2 separate regions of the Sus scrofa genome follow, and region 1 is linked to region 2. Evidence: chromatin contacts called from public promoter capture Hi-C data. All regions are on one chromosome and are shown on one strand. The core of a region is the stretch at or near the end of the contact, and the rest is flanking DNA. Distances in the headings are between cores, read along the strand shown. Region 1 holds the start of C3H2orf49 (ashwin). Region 2 holds the start of UXS1 (UDP-glucuronate decarboxylase 1).

Evidence for each region. Promoter capture Hi-C pulls out the DNA fragments that hold promoters and counts their contacts.
Region 1: a contact with region 2 is called in a promoter capture Hi-C map of liver, with 5 times the contacts expected there. The contact joins the promoter of C3H2orf49 here to the promoter of UXS1 in region 2. A contact is called at or near these places in 1 of 5 promoter capture datasets (liver), 1 of 47 Hi-C or Micro-C datasets (embryonic fibroblasts) and 2 of 2 datasets of contacts at active chromatin or transcription factors (alveolar macrophages and skeletal muscle).

The regions. Positions count from the first base shown.
Region 1 is chr3:49,462,254-49,468,497 of Sscrofa11.1, forward strand. C3H2orf49 (ashwin) reads right to left here and starts at 3,189. Exons shown (of 4, transcript XM_021087119.1): 1 at 2,853-3,189; 2 at 341-507. The coding sequence starts at 2,951. LOC100625214 (a long non-coding RNA gene) reads left to right here and starts at 827. Exons shown (of 3, transcript XR_130489.4): 1 at 827-3,581; 2 at 3,805-3,864; 3 at 4,929-6,244.
Region 2 is chr3:48,868,222-48,874,023 of Sscrofa11.1, forward strand. UXS1 (UDP-glucuronate decarboxylase 1) reads left to right here and starts at 2,826. Exons shown (of 15, transcript NM_001244773.1): 1 at 2,826-2,931. The coding sequence starts at 2,838.

The sequences.
Region 1 (6,244 bases), core at 1,939-4,438, 590 kb after region 2:
CTCATGTTCTGCCTGGAATGCTAGCTTTCTACAGGTTCCTTTACTGAAATGTCATTTCTCACCTAGGTTTATCCTGGCCACTCTGTTTTATTTTTCTCCTTAGCATTTATCCCAGTGTAGCACACTGTATATTTTACTTTGCTTTTTAATTATGTTTCTCCCACCTAAAATACAAGCAAGGAATTCTGTCAGATTTATTCATGCTACAGCCCAGAGCCTGGTGCTCAATGAACAGTTGTTGAGTAAATACTTTGTACCTAAGTTTACCTGGGGAAAAAAAGAAAAGCAAAACTGTTCAGTCATCTAAGACAAGACGATAACCAGAACAACTGAAAAGTACCTTTTTGTCTCATTTCTTATCTCGTGCTGTTCTCTTTTCTTTTCCATCATTTTCCCCCATCTATTCTTTGGCAAATCTCTCTGAGGCAGTGGTATTGCGTGCTGAACATAAAGATCAGTAAGACTGTCTTTGTTTATTCTCAGGTCATTTTCAACAGCTATGTTCTTCTGTGGAAAAGGAAACAAAAGTAATTTCAAAACAAGGTTCTCCATTTCCATAACTCATCAACTATCTACCTAACAGGGTACAACATGACTGTTTAAATAACAAGTGTAGGAGTTCCCGTCGTGGCTCAGTGGTTAAAGAATCCAACTAGGAACCATGAGGCTGTGGGTTCGATCCCTGGCCTTGCTCAGTGGGTTAAGGATCTGGCATTGCCCTGAGCTGTGGTTGCAGACGCGGCTCAGATCCTGCGTTGCTGTGGCTCTGGTGTAGGCCAGCGGCTACAGCTCCGATTTGACCCCTAGCCTGGGAATCTCCATATGCCGCAGGAGCAGCCCAAGAAATGGCAAAAAGACAAAAAAAATAAAATAACAAGTGTAACACCATCCTCAAGATCAGCCAAGTGCCTGTGATCCCAAAGGAGACTGCAAGAAGCAGTATTACAAAGAGCCTAAGCTCCTCAAATACTCCATTCAGCCTCATCTCTAAGACAATAGTTGTATGTGACAAGGACTGCTGTCCACACTGCACAGCCCACACACCAGGCGTGAAGACCATTCCAACAGCATCATCCTAATCCATGAAGAGAACTGGAAATGAAGGACTTGTGGAGATGAGAGCAAAGAAAGCAAACATGGTAACAGTGACTGCATCCTGTCAAAAAGACATCCAGAGTGTTACCATCATGATCACATCAGCAGGCTGGAGGTCTCACCCTGTATGTTATTCCCCACATTGCCCTGATGGTGCGTCTTAAATGGAAGTTCACTACCCAGACCTCACGTGGCCTTGCAGATGGAATCTGCAGTCTCCTTACTGATGGCAGCCCTGACAACAGTGCATATCAGAGCAAGCAGCTCCTGGTGTTTGCACCGGGCCTTTCAGGTGGCTCCCAGTCACTGCCCCACCACCCATCTCTGCATCAGCTCATTCTCCCCCATTTTCCCATTTGTTCTCACCATGATGGAAAACACGGCACAAGGCACAGGAGCAGTTAGGGATAGGGTCTGGATTTAGGAAGGAAATGAGGGTGGAAAAGAGATCATGGGCTCAAAAGCAGTTCAGAAATGTTTGGAAACATTTCTATTTGGTAGAACTAACAAAATAAATCCAATCTATGTCCTCTAACAAATGCATCCCCAGTCCTTGTTCTTCAAAATTTAAAAGCACAACCTTGGAGTTTTCACTGTGGCACCAACGGTGGTGTCTCTGCAATGCCAGGACCCAGGTTCCAACCCCGGCCAGATACAGTGAGTTAAATGACCCATAACTGTGGCTCAGATCTGATCCCCGGCTAGGGAACTCCATATGCCAAATGACAGCCAAAGAAGAAAAGAAAAAAATAAAAGCACAAACTTTACTTCCTTTGTCCCTTACACTGGACTATTCTTCATCATCAGTTTTCACTCTGGACTCGCTCAGAGGAATGGGACTTGGACAATCCACAGGCACCTTAGTTTGGGAAGCACTGCTCCAGGACAGTACTTCTCAAACTGTGGTCTTTGGACCACCAGCAAGAACTTCTTAAAAATGACAATTTTCAGGCCACAGCCCCAAACTGAATCCCAAACTCTGGGGATGGTGCCCAGCAGTCTGTGTTTTCACAAGACCTGGGGTGATTGTGATTCTACCTAAAAACTTTTGAGAACCACAGGTGGGAAAGGTAACTGACATCCCTAAAATGACCTACTGGGGGACGGTGGTAGGTTGAGGAAATCAGAGAGTACTAAGCCGAGAAACTCAAAGAAAACATGCTACTTAAAACCTCCAAAAGGCTTTCGGTTATTCTCTACCACTTTAAACAAAACTCATCACTTCTTTTGGTCTTATTTTTCAGCTGCTGTCACAGGTCATATCAGCTGAAAAACAGCAAAAGCTGCATGAGAGCCAGGAGCCCCAGATTTTCCTGGCTGCACCATCTACCGAGAGTGTGACCCCCAAAGAAGTGACTTCATCTCTCGAGGACCCAGTTTCTTCATCTCTGAACGTGGGGAAAGTGGACAAAGGGCGATTTCTCCGATGCCTTCCAGCCCTGGCGGCCCGGGACCGCCACCCTTCCTTCCCACTCTTCTAAGACCTTCCCCGGCTCCTCTCTTCGCAGGCCTTGCTTACACCCAGGCCGCGGGGGTTCGCCTGGACCCCTCTTCGGACTCATCAGCGACCAAAAAGGGAATTTTAACTCCCCGGAGTTCCCGACGTTCTGAGGACGCCTCTTCCCCGACAGGGGCGCCGGGCGGAGAGCCACACTACCCAGCAGCGGGTGTGTCCGGCGCCGCCGAGGATGCCTCGGAGCGAGCTCAAGTCCCAGCGCCCTCTCGAGCAGGCCCGCCCTCCCCGGCGCGCGCCGCACCTGCTCCAGGGTGAGGAGAAGGAACTCCTGGGACAGCAGCTCCGGGTGCAGCAGCAGCTCGGAATCCGTGCAGCTGCGGCCGCCCACATCCCCCGCCATCGTCGTCGCCAGGAGACCCCGGCCGGCTACCCACAAGGCCCCCAGCTAGCGTCTCAGAAATGACGCGTAAGGGACGGGGCCTCGCGTATGTCGTCACTAGGGTGCGCCGCGCGGGACGCTCGCCTCTCCGGCTCGGCTGGGATGCTGGGCGGGTTCTCGCCAGGGGATAATCCTAGGGCGAGAGGAGTGAAAGGGCCGTTTGTAGTGGAAACGATTGGCGTTTCAAGTCTGCGCGAAGAGAGAAACAGGCGAAGTTCACAGAGCGGGCCACGATTGGTCGGTCCTGGTCGCGCCTCCTATGACGTCATGGGAAGAGGCCAATGAGAGTCCGAGGGTGGCCTCGCGGGAAAGCGACTAGGGAGGACGATGAGTGTTACAGTCAATTCAGCAGTAGGTACCTCTGGAAGCTCTTTGGTGTTCTTTTTTTTGAGCGTTGTACCTTTTGTTTCCTAGTTCAAAACGCCTCGCATGTAGTAGGCACTCAAATGTTTGTTCCCGAAATAATACTCGGAATGAACCCGCCTCTGAAAATAACGGCCGCCCGAGAAGCGCATCTTTGTTGAGCTCCCACCTCTATGAAATGGAAATGAATACCCCAACTAGGTGTCGTGAGGTTGGAGCCAAAGTAGGGTAAGCCCCTCCCCTGTCGCCTCTGTCTGGACATCTCTTGTAGCTTCTTGACTGTCACCAGGGCAGAGAAGTGGCAGGATGGTGGTGATGGTGGGTGTTTTCCCTCTCAGTTCTCTATCCTTGTCTAATTTCCTCAAGCCCCCACCCCCACCTCAGCTAAGTACATCATTTTAGAGTCTAAAAATGAGGTTTTTGATGTAGTCTTTATTCCTGTCCGTTTCAGGACAATCACCTAACCTGAAGCCCGAAGCTCTTCTTCATCAGCAAAAACGTTTTACAGCAGGTAAGACCTGTGCTTCCCCAACCCCCGCCCCCTCTTCCAGTTTAACAGTACTTCCCTGCTTAAAACGAAATCTATTAAGATAATTAGTGCCTCTGGAGTTCCCTTCATGGCTGGCGGTTAACGAACCTGACTAGGTCGTGGACGAGGCTGGGATCTGGCGTTGCTGTGGCTGTGGTGTAGGCTGGCAGCTGTAGTTCCAATTTGACCCCTAGCCTGGGAACTTCCATATGCCACAGGTGCATCCCTACAAAAACAAAAAACAAAACAAAAACAAAAACAAAACAAAACCCCATGATAATTGGTGCCTCCGAGTGTCCCCTGGGCAGAAGAAAAACATCAAGAGTCAGAGAGGAGGAAGTAGAATAAGGTTTTAATGTGGCTGTGCACCCCAGGGGCAGGAGAGATGGTAACACCTGCTCTCACTACAGAGCCTTGGAGATTGGAGTCTGAGAGTATATGGGGACTGCTGTGTTTCGATCAAAGTTTCTGATGTGGGAAGTAGAGCAGGGGAGAATTTGCCTCTAACAAGTTCTCAGGCAATGTTTCAAATGGTCCAGGCAGAAGGGCCACCTCACAGAGATTCCTGCCACATCCAAGTAAGGAGGCTGTGACATCCGCACCCTCAAGCCAGATAGTCACCCTGACTGGAGGGGCCAGGCCTGTCAGCCCCGAAACCAAGACTGAAAACCAGACACCACGTGGACAAAGAGCATCTCAGAACCCCTGTGGGGACCAGTGATGTGAGGACCTGCCATCTCCCATTTCTCCTTGTCCTGGCACCTCAGAAATCCCCTAACCAGACACAGCCCTGAAGAAGGGGGCCGGCCTCGCTGTCAAGGTCATTGTCACTGCAGCTGAGTGGGGGCTTAAAGTGGAAATAAAGCTCTGGTACAGAGCTTTGTGTTGTTACACATTTGAATTTGTAGACCAAAGATTTATTTCTGGTAAAGTATTATCTGTGAGTATTATGTAGTAACCATACGTGCTTAAGTTTTAGTGTAAGAATTTTCCTTTTATTCAAAGATCATGATATTCTCACTAACATTTTTATTTGGTGCCAATAGTTGCCAAGAACGAAGCTGAGGGAAACCAACAAGCACTGTCCTGCCTGGCTGGCATCATCACCTCACTGGGTTAGAAGTTCCTCCAGGACAGATCTGTATGTTTCTTTTGACTCTCCCACCTCATCCTGAGCACGCACCGTGTCTGCACTTGAAGGTCTCGATAAATGTGTTGAATGAATGAATCATGAAAAGAATGTATACTGAGAACTTGGGGTATTGATTCTTCTTGTTGGCTATATAATGTTTAAGATATTTATGTTTCAGATATTTTATCAGATGTGCCAACTGTATGTCTGAGCACAAATAAAATTAAAATGCTTCATAGTGCATATAGCAACTGAAAAAATAGGTCACATTTTGCACTTATGTTTCTAGCTACTTAGAACCACAGTTCTGAGTTTCGGATAATTACCTTCAGTATCATAATTGATGATTATGTTATTTTATTATTGTCATTTCTCATTCCTTTTACAACCAGATCATATTGAAGCTGTGCTTATGTGCTTAGAACACTGACTTTCTTGTAAAACCCATCTCCTCGGTCACCTCTTTGATAAGGTCCCTGAAACCGTGTCTCTCATCTTTGGGTTCTCAGCAGCCAGCACAGTACCTGGCACACAGGATGAGACCAGGAAGTGTGTCCCAAGTGAGTGTGCATAAACCTTTCCTGATCCTCAGATGTTATTTTTTTGCCTTGGGATCGTATCCCATTCCATCACAGCTTCTCAAACTTGAATGAGCATTAGAGTCACCGGGAGAGCCTGACAATGCTTAGCTGGGCCCTACACCCAAAGTTTCTGATTTAAGAGGTGTGGCGTGTGGACACAAGAATCCACATTACTAACAAGTTCTGAAGTACTGCTGATACTGTTGACTATTGGCCTGTACTTTCTAAACCACTGCATTGAATTAAGCTTCTGGAAGACAGGGCCGGTCTTCCTCCTTTCAGGATGGTCTGCAGCCTCTGCTATGGTACTGAGCACACAGGAGCTGCTAAAAAATAGGAATAATTATTTGAATAACAGTTCAACAAGTTTCTTGGCATTCCCATTGTGGCTCAGCGGAAATGAATCTGACTAGGATCCATGAGGGCACAGGTTTGATCCCTGGCCTCGCTCAGTGGGTTAAGGATCCAGCGTTGCCATGAGCTATGGTGTAGGTCACAGACACAGCTAGGATCTGGCATTGCTGTGGCTGTGGTTTAGGCCAGCAGCTACAGCTCCTATTTGACCCCTAACCTGGGAACCTCCATATGCCATGGGTGAGGCCCCAAAAAGATTTTTAAAAAAAATCTTTCTTTGCTTAACATCATTTTC
Region 2 (5,802 bases), core at 1,576-4,075:
ACAAAACAAAACAAAAAAAAGCCCTGACCTGGGGGTTCCCATCATGGCTCAGCCATGGCTGACTGGTATCCATGAGGATTTGGGTTCGATTCCTGGCTTTGCTCAGTGGGTTAAGAATCCGGCATTGCTGTGAGCTGTGGTGTAGGTCACAGACGTGGCTTGGATCCCACAATGCTCTGATTCGACCCCTAGCTTGGGAACTTCCACATGCTGTGGGTACAGCCCTAAAAAGAAAAGAAAAGAAAAAAAAAAAAAAAAGAAAAGACAAAAGCCCTGATCTGTAGCTTCATTGTGCATCCCCATGGGATAAATACTCCCACAGGAAGCTTTGTGCCTGTAGACTGTCCTGACTGACCGAGAAGTGGGCACAACATTGCCTGGAGCCGATGCATTTCTCCTCTGAAATTCCTTAGGCTTCTGAGCTTCTGAGCCAGCCCCCAGCCCTCATCACTTTCTATTGCCAAGGATGGTCCTCTCTGCACACCTTCACTCTCCTCCAGGACAGCATCCAGGGGAAGGAACAGGTAGGTGCCTCAGCCCCACATGCTCAGCTGTATGACACTGAAACATTCAGAGATTCGGATTCCTGTCTATTAAAGACGCAGCATCAGCAAGCTGTCTCGGGGCTGTCAGAGAATTTGGTGAGATAAACACGTGACAGTGTCACGCACAATAGTCCCTGGATTTTGGTGGAAGTTCCATAGACTGTAGTTTTCTACCCTTCTTAGGCTCTTAACACTCTAGGAGAGGAGCCACATCATGGTTCCCTTTTCAATCACCACAAGTGTCAAGAATGCTGCAGTGTAACTAGCCGCGGTTGAAAACATACTTGCTAACAGAGACACTGAAACAATGGAGAAGCTGATGGCAAGGCTGGAGGTGGGGATGGGAGCCCGGAACCTGCTGGGGCAGAGGGTGTCGGCAGCTGAAGAGGGAAGAGGAGGAGCACAGGGATGAGATTTGCTTGAGCCCAAGGTTTCCCTGATGTGCCTGGGGTGGGGGTAGGGCTGGGGCTGGGTTTGTCTCCAGGGCACCTCCCTCCCCTTGGCCTTCTCTGCTGGGCACACCTAACTATTGCTTTTACTCCCCAATCCTGGCTTTGGTTAAGACCACCGACAGCCTCCTCGGTGGTGATAAAAACAGCACCAGCTACTCCTACTGCAGCAGCTGACAGTGTTTCCATATAGTTAATCCCGGAGGGGCAGAAGTTGGCAATGGTGCATGCTGGCAGAAAAAATGCTCAGGTAGGACTGCTGGGTTCAGGGAGTTTTGTACAGATGTAGTGTGTATTTCACAATCCCTGGCCTGCTTGAACTGATAAACACCTATCAGCTAAATCTCACCTACAACCCAACATGCTTGAAATCCCACTGCAGCTTCCATCTGATTTTGCCTTAGGGCAAGTGTCAACACAATCTTTTCTCACATCTCTGCTCCTCAACTTTTATCTAAAAATCATGACGTCATAGAAGGAGAAGCTCGGGCCCTGCCTGCTCCAGACAGTTCCTTGCAAAAATTACAGATTTAACCCAAACTCAAAATGTTAACAATGGAGAAACAAAAACTGCAAGACCAAAAGCAACGCGTCCCAGGTGGCATGCTCTGGAAGATGGACCAGGAGTCTCTCTGCCTCCAAATGTCCCCTGGCAGCCTCTTTGGATGCTGCAGGGTGGGGGTGGGAGGCTGGGCGTCCTGAAAGGAGGCCAGTCCAGGGGTGGGCAGCACCGGCCAGAGCAGCCCTTCCCTCAGGGACGGGGCTCAACAAGCTTCTTCCCATTGGATGACTCTCAGCGGTTAGTGGGGAGACCGGACGGGAAAGTTGTATTAGAATCACAGAATCAAGACTTGTGTGCTGTGTAGTTTGAATGATGTGACCTATTACTGCTTTGACTTATTGCTAGCTGTGGTATTTATTTTCCTTGGAGGTTTATAACAAAGCTAAAGAAAGGTATTCGATTGTGAAATTTAGCAAAGAAGCCTAACTTTCCCAGCGGTCAGAGGAGCGGCCGGGACCAGCTGAAGCCTGCAGTTCGGCCCGCAGCCCCACCCTCGGGGTTTTCCCTCTGGATACCCCCACCCCTACCCCGGGACTGGCACCACGCAGATCCACGTGCAACCGCTTCTCCCCGGGGGGGCAGCTTCCCACAATCCCACGGTGATTTCTGCATGGGTACGTTGACACAGCTCCTCGCTGGGAGCACATGCTTATGGAATAAACAACCCAGGGGACGCAGGTGCCATCAGTGCACCCTCAGTGCGTAAGTGTGGCCAAAAGCACACGTTGGGCAGGAAGCTGGAACGAGGCACGGGCTCGTCTCCAGGCGGAGACAACGCGATCCACCCTTTTCTTCCTGGTTTGTCCTCATTCTACACTAGCGTTACTTTTTAATATAATAATAGACTCCACACTTCGTAGAAAGACGCTCCGGCCGATCACCGGACAGGAAAAATGCACGGGGTCTGGACTTGAGCGGTGTTTGGGGCACTAATTTTTGTCGCTACCGCTACTTTAACTAAAGAAGCAGGGAGAACAACTTTCAGAAGGAGGCGGTAAAGAGCGCCAAAGACCTGGGAAAGCCGAGCACAAGCTCTCCCAGAGCTGTACCCCGTAGTGCCCACCGCGGCCCGCGGCTTCGGCGCTCCGGCCTGCGCACGCGCACACGTTGCCCGCCTGCAGCCAGTCCCTGGCTACCGCACTGCGCCTGCGGGCGCGGGCGGGGCGGGCATAGCGCATGCGCACGGGCCCGACCGGCAGGAAGCGGGCGTGGGGCGGGGCCTCCGGGCCGCCCCCGCCGCCGCCGCGCACGGAGCCCAGCGGCCGCAGCGCGCGGCCCGGGATGCTGAGCCAGGCGCTACTGCGCCTCGCGTCCGCCGTCAGCCGCAGGAGGATGAAGCTGCTGCTGGGCATCGCGCTGCTAGCCTACGTGGCCTGTGAGTTCGCGCGGGGCCATTCATTCCCGCCGGCGGCCTGCTCCCTCCTTCCCGCTCCGCGCGCGCGGCCGCCGATCGGACAGCGGGCGCGGACACTCGGCCCTCGGCCCGGCGGTCCGAGCCACACGCGGGCTGCGGTCCACGGTTCCTGAGAGTGCCGCGCCGCCGGGCGGGTCCAGGGGTAGGAATGCTCTCGCCTGGCGGAGCCCCTGCCTGAGCTGCCTGCTCCCAGGAAAATTACTCAGCGTTTAACTGCTGGGGAACTCAAGTGTCGCGGGACCCCGCCGGCCCCCGGCCGCGCCCAGGGGTCCAGGACCCCGGGGGTGTCCGCGCCCGTGGGTCTACGAGTCCAGGTATTCGGACCTCCAGAGGCCGCCGAGTCCAGGTGTCTGGACGCCTGGGAGTCCCGGAGCCCAAGATCCCGGACGCTCGGGGTCCCCGTGCCCAGGGGCCGAACACTCATGGATGTCCGCGCTCTGGGGTCTTGGCGTCCAGGTGTCCGGAAGCCCGGGAGTCCCCACGCCCAGGTGTCTTCACCCGGGGTCTTGTTACCTAGGGCTAGGGATGCACCGGGGCGGGGAGTCCCCACGCCCAGAATCCCGGGGCGCAGGTCGGCCCGGCGCGCGGGTGGAGTGGGGGAATCCTGGCGCCGCTCTGGTGTGTGCGGTTCTGTGCCATCGCTCCTGGTGGCTTCGGGATTAGGGGCAGGAGGGGCACTTTTCAGTCGGGTGGTAGACCCTCTTCTTAGAGGCAAAAGCTATCTCTTTAAAAAAAAAAAAACTATTCGATGGGAATGTATTTTCACTGCTGCTATTAATACTTCAACGAGTACCAAAATTGGACCAAGTGTGAGCTTCGTTTGAATCTTAGCCACGAGACTGATACACGCTGAAACGAAACACCTGCTCAACAGTTGAATTATCAAGATCTGATTCCCGAGGTGAGGGGGCCTCGAGAAAGTGCCTTCTGTTGAGGAAAATGTGTGCAATTAAGACCTAGGCTGTGGGGGCAGCCCAGCTGCGAGGGGTTAGGTGGAAATAGTTGCGAGGTCCAAAGGGCTAGTGTGAAGTGTGTGCAGGGCTTGAGTCAGAGCGGAGCCTCCAGGGGAAAGATCACTTCGAGTTGATAACTATCCTTAGGGCCATCATAACAGTACCTGTGTGATGCCGGCTTCTCCATGTGTGCGTGAGTGTTTCATTGTCTCATTATTTTAACAATCCTAGGAAATAGGTACTGTGATTATGCCCATTTGAGAGGTGAGTAAATTAAGGCCAAGAGAAGTCAGGTGAATTTAAGGATGATCACTCAGATAATAAACTATAGAGAACAAGATGTGAGTCTAGGAAGGCCAGGAAGCTGGGGCTCGCCCCCCAGGTGTGTGGCAGGCTCAGTGGGTTTTTTTTTAATGGTTTTTATTTTTTCCATTATAGCTGGTTTACAGTGTTCTGTCCATTTTCTACTGTACAGCAAGGTGACCCAGCCACATGTACATATATACATTCTTTTTCTCACATTATTCTCCATCATAGTCCATCACAAGTGGCTAGATAGAGTTCCTTGCTATACAGCAGGATCTCATTGCTTATCCATTCCAAAGGCAATAAATAGTTTGCATCTATTAATCCTAAATTACCAGTCCCCACCCCTCCCCCTTGGCAACTCCAAGTCTGTTCTCCAACAGTCCATGATTTTCTTTTCTGTGGAAAGATTCCTTTGTGCCATATATTAGATTCCAGATATAAGTGGTATCATATGGTATTTGTCTTTTTCTTTCTGACTGACTTCATTTAGTGTGAGAGTCTCTAGTTCCATCTTGTTGCTGCAAATGGCATTATTTTGTCCTTTTTTATGGCTGAGTAGTATTCCATTGTGTATATATATTCCACATCTTCTTAATCCATTCATCTGTCAATGGACAGGCTCCCTGCTGATTTGGGGGGCTTCTAAAGGTAGGGTTCTGGAGAGCCATGGAAAGTTTTTTAACATCCCGTGGACCAGGAACTCCTGCCCAGTTTTTATTGGTGTCCATCAAACCCTTACTGTTGTTCCTCCTGTGTTTAGTCCTGGGGGGGGGTCACGAGGAGTGCAGGACATCTGGGCAGTGGTTCTCCAGCTGTGTGCGTCATACTCACCTGGAGGGTTCTTGAAACCCAGGTTGGTGCCTCCCACCTTGAGTGTCTGATGCACCAGGTCTGGGTGTGGCCAGGCCATTTGCATTTTTACTGGCTTCACCTGAGATACCGTGGTGGTGGTGGGGTGTCTGGAGACCCCACTGTACGACTGCTGACTTAGGAGATGATTTGGCCCTGAATGAGATAATCATGCAAATGAGCGTTATATTTCAAACAGGAGGGCAGGAAGTTAAGGGGTGTCTGAGGGCTTGTGGCAGGGCCAAGCCAGGCATTTGTTTCCCGGAGGAAGTGAGGCTGGAGCTGAGAAGTGCGGCCCGTGTAGGAGTTAATGGGGACAGAGGAGGAAATGTGCTCAGAAGAAGTGGCTCGTGCAGAGGTCCTGTGGTACCAGGAGCAGGCAGCTGTTCTCTGGAGGCCGAGAAGGGGGCGGCGGCTGGAGTTGTGCTGAAGCTGCCTCTGCAGACGGGGCCTGGGGAGGCGGTGTCCGACGGGGGGTGGGGGGGGTGGATTCATTCGCCTGAGGGTTTAAGACCAGAGGGGAGGCAGTGTTAGGAATGCACAGGGCTGGTGGGTGAGACGCTTAGCAGTAAAGGCCACACAGTGGCTCTTGAGTGTCCCCGACGGGTGGAAGTGTCCCCTGGTCTCCATGCCACTTGTTAATGATCTTGCCTCCTTGTTTGAGAAAACTGCCCTTGCTCCCCAAGGACACGAAGCCCCTTCCTGCATCTTCCTCGGTTTC